2 separate regions of the Sus scrofa genome follow, and region 1 is linked to region 2. The links are chromatin contacts, called in public HiChIP or PLAC-seq maps. All regions are on one chromosome and are shown on one strand. The core of a region is the stretch at or near the end of the contact, and the rest is flanking DNA. Distances in the headings are between cores, read along the strand shown. Region 1 holds the start of TEX30 (testis-expressed protein 30). Region 2 holds the start of METTL21C (protein-lysine methyltransferase METTL21C).

The links. HiChIP or PLAC-seq counts read pairs in DNA pulled down with a chosen protein or histone mark.
Region 1: an H3K27ac HiChIP or PLAC-seq map of skeletal muscle shows a contact between it and region 2. The contact joins the promoter of TEX30 here to the promoter of METTL21C in region 2. A contact is called at or near these places in 1 of 47 Hi-C or Micro-C datasets (subcutaneous adipose tissue) and 1 of 2 datasets of contacts at active chromatin or transcription factors (skeletal muscle).

Annotation. Positions count from the first base shown.
Region 1 is chr11:71,083,310-71,086,557 of Sscrofa11.1, forward strand. It overlaps TEX30 (testis-expressed protein 30), which reads right to left and starts at 1,754. Exons shown (of 6, transcript XM_021065893.1): 1 at 1,611-1,754.
Region 2 is chr11:71,020,357-71,023,819 of Sscrofa11.1, forward strand. METTL21C (protein-lysine methyltransferase METTL21C) reads right to left here and starts at 1,284. Exons shown (of 4, transcript XM_005668522.3): 1 at 1-1,284.

The DNA.
Region 1 (3,248 bases), core at 504-3,003, 63 kb after region 2:
GGTTCTTAATCCACTGAGCCACAATGAGAACTCCCTACATTTCATTTTTGAATAGGTAATATATGCACATGGTATGCAATTAAAAAAAAATGTGAATAGTTGTCTCCCCACAGTTTCCCCCCAACCACAAAGTTTCTTTCCCAGAAGCAACCACTGTGACCAACTTACTGTGTCTATCTTTCCCCTTATGTGTTTGTGTAAAATTCTCACATTTGAGCCCGAAGGGTATTAGACTGGCTGCAAAAGTTCTGGGATTTAAGTTGGAGGAGTAGGAGGATGAACTTCAGTCTTCATTGTCCCTGTTTTCACACTTGTAGCCTCATAAGTGTGCCTGGGGTCCCCAGGTGCAAAGACCTGTTTTACGTTCTCAAGAGAATAGCCTGCTTGGCTTCTAATGGGAGAGAAGCAGTCACCAACAGTGTGATGTGGGGAAGGAGATGCAGATATCTAGACCTCACCTGAGTGGACATGGAGTCCTCTCATCCATCCCCAGCACCGCGCCTTTCACTGCCAGTTCCCAAAGTGTCCCTGGCTGCCAGTCTCTGCACATTTCCAAGACTCTGTGTGTGGCTTAAATAGAACTTTTCCACGGTTTAGAATGTGGCCAATCTGCTAAGACACTTGCTTTCTGGAGCCCAGTATTTTCTTGCTGTTGTTTGCTTCCCCATATTCTCTCCCTCTTTGCGGGTCTGTGTCCCTTTACGGTAATGTTAGCGAGATTTTAGGAGGGAGTAAAATTGGACGTGCATTCTATCCACTCTCTATTCCTCAACAGCTTGGGTGTTTGTTTTATTCAAGGAAACTCCATCCCCTTCCAGAATTCACGACGGACAGTGTGCTCACAACGGTGCACGCAAGCTGGACTACTTGGGAATCTGAACTGGAACGTGGTCTAGACCGACGAGGTTACAACTCGGGCTTTAGGGTCAGATGGGGCAGGGCTGGAAGCGTCTCCACCACCCTGGGGGAGAGGCAGCGATGATCAATCGTACCGGGTCGTGTGCCCACGTCCTGAGCGTTTTCGAGAGTGACTTGTGTGACTGCGGATGCCACCAACCCAGGAACCTTCAGCTGGCAGAACGCCTGGGCGTTACCGACCACGTCGGGGCGGGACGTTGGGGATCGCGGGGCAAACACAGACGTTAAGAGTTCAAGTCCTCCGGGGGGTCGATGCTCCGGCCGCGTCCGCAACAACGCCAAGCCGTACACGGGGAACTCGAGGCGAGGTTCCGCGGGGCTGGGGGCTCAAAGGCGCCCGAGGAGCGTCCTATTCCGCCCACCGGCCCCGGGGCTGCGCCGCGGCCGTCGCCGGGGCCCGGGCGACCCTCGCCGCTCCGAGGCCGCCTCGCGGGACCCAGGCCGGAGCCGCTCGGCTCTCCCCGCCCGCACCGACCCACATTCCGCCTCCCGATCGCGAAGCCCCAGCGGCCGCCGCCCGCGGGAGCGAACCGACGCCGAACGCCTCAGGGGGCCGCCCAACTGCCCCTGAGGGGCGACGGCCGCTAACCCGAGCCGCCTCAGACGGGTCCGCGGGAGGCCCCCGGGGCCCTCGGAAGCCATCCCCATCTGGCGTCCCCAACCGCTGCCGCCGCCGCCGCCGCCGCACTTACCGGGGACGGGAAAGTGGCCGCGAGCACCTAACCGCCCTGACTCCCTTCAGGGAGCAAACTACCACACTCGAAGGGACCGCCTTGCCGCACCCGCCCGCGCGTCCCGCTACGGCGCACGCGCGCGCAGGCCCCGCCCCCCGGGCGCGCGGCCGGGCGCGCGGAGCACGCTGGGAACGAGAGTCTTCCCGCCGCTGCCCGCGCGGCTGCAGCTGCGCCTCCTCCCCGACCTGCGGGGCGGGAGAATTGCCCTCAGTCGCTTCCTCTTGCCCGACCTCCTCTGCTCAGGACGCTTTCCCGTCCCAGCCTCTACATTCCAGCAGTTGCACGCGGGGTCGACTCTGATTATTCTCTTTTGCCAAACCCCACCATCAATAGTCCTGTTTGTTCGACTTGCAAATGTGTACAGGACCCAACTACTTCTCACACTTCCACAAGACCCGTCCGAGCCCCACCTCCTGCTTTGCCTGGATTGTTGGAATAGGATGGTTCACACGCTTGCCCCCACTTTTTTGCTACTGATCAGTGCAGCAGCCAGCTGGACCCTGTTAAAACTTACACCCACCCCTCAACACTTTTCAAAGGCTTCTCATCTCGCCCATAATCAAAGCTAAAGAAGGCCTTGCAAAGACCAAGGTTTTAGATTTACCTCTTATCTATATCCTACTATTCTCGGTTCCCTGGCTCCTTCAGCTCCAACTACTACCTCTTCACTAGTCTCATAGCCAAACCCATCAGACTCACTGCAGGGCTTTTGGCTCTTCACTGTTTTTGAAAAGACCTCAGTGGCTGGAGCTGAACTCCTCGGGGCCTCACATACCACCTTCTCAGTGAGGCCTTCCCTAATCTCAGGCGCACTTCTATCCTTCTACTCTAGTCGCTCAGCATGCCATGAACTTGTCTGTCTTCTTCCTGGACAGAAGGCAGCCATCTTTATTGTTGTTATTTTATTTTGAATCTCCTGTGTATGGAATGATTAGTGGCAAATCAATTTGCCTTGAATTAATGACTCTTGCCCCAAGCCCAGGGCAGTTTATAATCACCTTCTTTTCTGTCACAGGACATGGAAGGAAATAAAATGCAGAAAACCACTTACTGTCATTTTTCTCAAGCATTTTCTTGAATTACAAACTTTTTTTTTTAAATTTAGACTTTTATTTTCTTATATTTTTAATTGTTATTTCCCCAATACAGTATTTTTCCTACTGTACAGCTTGGTGATCCAGTTACACATACATGTATACATTCTTTTTTCTCAAATTATCATGCTCCATCATAAGTGACTAGACACAGTTCCTGGTGCTAACTATGTTCCCAGTACAGGATCTCATTGCTAACCCACTCCAAAGGAAAAAGTTTGCATCTGTTGACCCTAAGCTCCCAATTCACCACACTCCCTCCCCCTCCACCTTGGCAACCACAAGTCTATTCTCCAAGTCCATGATTTTCTTTTCTGTGGAAAGGTTCATTTGTGCCATATATTAGATTCCAGATATAAGTGATGTCATATGATATGTCTTTCTTTTTCTGACTTACTTCACAGCATGAGAGTCTCTAGTTCCATCCATGTTGCTGCAAATGGCATTATTTTATTCTTTTTTATGGCTGAGTAGTATTCCATTGTGTATATATACCATATCT
Region 2 (3,463 bases), core at 34-2,533:
ACCCCCCCAACACCCTGGGACTCTGAATTCCGTGTGAGACATTTCTTCATTTTGCACACAAGGAAAGGAGAACTGTTTTCAGTTCAATGACACGTAGTACTTTTCCTTGTGAAATGAAATGACTCCCTCCCCCATCATTAGAGCCGACGTGAGAAACTAGTTTTTTCCCCAGAGCTACTTAGACAGTAACTCCAATCACCGGTCTAGTGTCGACTGTTAGCAAGCACAGCGCGTGATCTGTATCAGAGGTTAGTATTTAGCAAAGAACTGGGAAGTTCTGAGAATGACTCCTCCTTAGTAGTCTCAAAGTAATTCCAAATTGTTAGTTTAAAACCTATCTTTACCTTGGGTGGCAGAAGAGATTGGAGATCCCTGTGCACCCTCTAACCCTCAATGTTTTATATAGATCTGCACCTGAAAGGCTTAGCATTTTATGACCAAGGGCCAGCCAGTGGAAGTTCAAGTTATTTACAGTAGCATTACCCACCAGTAGCCAGACACACGCTACTTTGCTAGAAGTTCCTCTCTCTCTATCTCCTTCTCAATTCTCAATTTTCTCTCTTACACACACGCACACACACACACACACACCCCATTCTTGTGACATGAAATGAAATCGCTCTCAGTAGATCCAGAAAATCGCTCCAGCAGAACAGAGGTTGTCCTCTTTGACAGCCAGTGGCTGTGATGTGGTTGAAATGTAAACTTCTTCTACTCTAAAGGGAAGCGGGGTGGATACCTGGGGTTTTGTACAGACTGACACACTGTGTTCATTAGCGCAACTCCTGTGGCCGAAGGCAAGGGCATGCCCGCCGTGGACTCTGCCCTGGACCCTGATGCTAGCAGCCAGAAATAACGTAAGACTCTCCGGAGAAGAGGACCAGAGAAGGTCTATCTATCCACAGAGGCAATGTGAGTCAAGGGCTTAAAGTCACATATGGGGTATTTAGTTGGGCAGCAGTGAACAGGAAACCAGAAAATGCCACCCAGGAAAAAAAGCCAGCCGTTGTAATGGACTCAGTTGAAATGAGGGGCAGTTAAAAACGAAGGAAAATTGGATGCTCATTTGGGAAGTCTTGAAACCGATAAAATAGAGTATAGGCGTGTAAATTAAAGCCTTAGGCAAACGAGAATTAAATAATCCTTTACACTGATGAGGGACCATGCTTACCCAGTGAGCTGAGGGAGTGATTTAGCCTGAGCAGATATAAGAGCCTTTTTTTTAAAACCCAACTTTGGGGCTCTCTTCTCTGCTGTCTTTTTTTTTCTTTTTTCTTTTTTTTAGTTCATTTCTTTTAACTCTGTGTCTTTTTTTAAATTAGAGTATAGTTGATTTACAATGTTGTGCCCACTTCTGCTGTGCAGCAAAGTGACCCAGTCATTCATATACCTACATTTCCTTTCTTATACTATCTTCCATCATGGTCTATCCAAGAGACTGGATAGAGTTCCCTGTGCTGTACAGCAGGACCTCATTGCTCATCCATTCTAAAGGTAATAGTTTGCATCTACTAGCCCCAAACTCCCAGGCCATCCCTCTCCCTCCCCCTCCCCCTTGGCAACCACAAGTCTGCTCTCCACGTCTGCGAGTCTGTTTCTGTTTGGTAGGTAAGTTCATTTGTGCCATATTTGAGATTCCACATGTAAGTGATATCATAAGGTATCTGTCTTTCTCTCTCTGACTTACTTTTTTTAGTTTTTTAAACTCTAGTTGCATCCAAGCCTGCAAATGGCATTGTTTTGCTCCTTTTTATGGCTCAGTAGTATTCTGTCTTGTACATGTACCACACTTCTTAGTCCAGTCATCTGTGGATGGACATCTAGGTTGTTCCAATGTCTCGGCTACTGTGAGGAGAGTTGGTATTTAACTCCAGATCTTCACCTGGACCTGCTGTGGCCCCGGGACTATCTTCTTTCCCACTCCTTGAAATGAAGAGAGGTGGCCTGGAGTCTTTTCCAAATCTGCCATTCGAATGCTTTCTTATTCCCCCAGCGGTCCAGTCCTGTGACGGTGTCCTGCGCTTCTGACTCCTTTCTGCTGGTCGTCGTCATCCTTATGAGAAACAGCGGACAGATGGTCGGCAGGACAGTTTCACCCAGAACTCTAGCAACAGATTGCAGTTCATATGGATACATGTGTGTGTGTTTACACACACCTACATTCATTCCGTATGCTTTAAAATGGAGAAAAGGACAAAGAAGAAAAATGTTCTGTTTTGTTTTTTTTTGCCTTTTCTAGGGCCGCTCCCGCAGCATGTGGAGGTTCCCAGGCTAGGGGTCGAATCGGAGCTGTAGCCGCCGGCCACAGCCACAGCCACAGCCACAGCAACGCAGGATCCGAGCTGCGTCTGCGACCTACACCACAGCTCACGGCAACGCCGGATCCTTAACCCACTGAGCAAGGCCAGGGATCGAACTCGCAACTTTGTGGTTCCTAGTTGGATTCGTTAACCACTGCGCCACAACGAGAACTCTGGAGAAAAAAGTCTCGATTCTCCCTCCTTGCATCCACTCTCTGAGGAAGGAAGCCTGACCAACATTTCTGGGTGTCAACTTCTAGGCTTTTTTTGGATAAAGCTTATAAAAGCTATTTGACTGAAAATTAAAGTGGATAGCAATGTGTATCTCTTTGACCTCCTGTGGAATGTTCTATTGTTTTAAGGGTTTCCTTTTCAGACTTTCTTCAAAAACCATCCTTTCGGTTGCTGCTTTAGGAAATAAATCAGAACTCTACTGCCTGGACCTGGCGTAAGTGAATCCGAGGTTCCTAAATACTGGACTAGAGACAGGCTACCTCGGAATTCCTTAGAAACCTTAAAGCAGGCAGACTCCAGGCCCCTGGAAATTCTAGTTCAACAGTCTAAGAAAGAGCCTAGAAGTTAGAACGCCCCCGACTGACAACTGTTAGCTGTGTGTCTGCAGCGCGTGGCGTTAGTGGTTGTCCATCTGGAGGGTGGGGGACACAGGAGTGGCTGTCACATTGTTGGAATGCCATCCCACGGGGAGGGGTTAGCGCTCGGCGGGCTCTGCGGGCCGGGCTGATGAGTAAGCTCCCAGGAGGCGGATTTGGGCACAATAGGAAAGAACTTTGTAACAGGCAGAGCAGCGGAACAGTTGGTCGCAGGGATGATGGAACATGGGCCAGATTTGGAGTCAGAAGATGGCAAGACTGGATCAGAGGCCTCTGCGGGGTCAAGGAGAAGGCCACGGACGTGCCTCGGCTCGGCCTTTCTCCATCCGCGGACTCTGAGATACCGCTGCGCTTTCCCCCAGCTGGACTTGGCGCCCTCGGCTAGTGGTCCTCAGCAAAGGGGGATCCTCCCCTCCTCCCAGGGGCGTTTGGCCATGTTTGCTTGTCGTGATTGGGGAGGGTGCTATTTGCATCCGGTGCCTAGAAGCAGGTGCTGCCCATCATTCTACGTTAACTGGGACGACCCCCCAGCAAAGAACCCTCCAGCTCGAA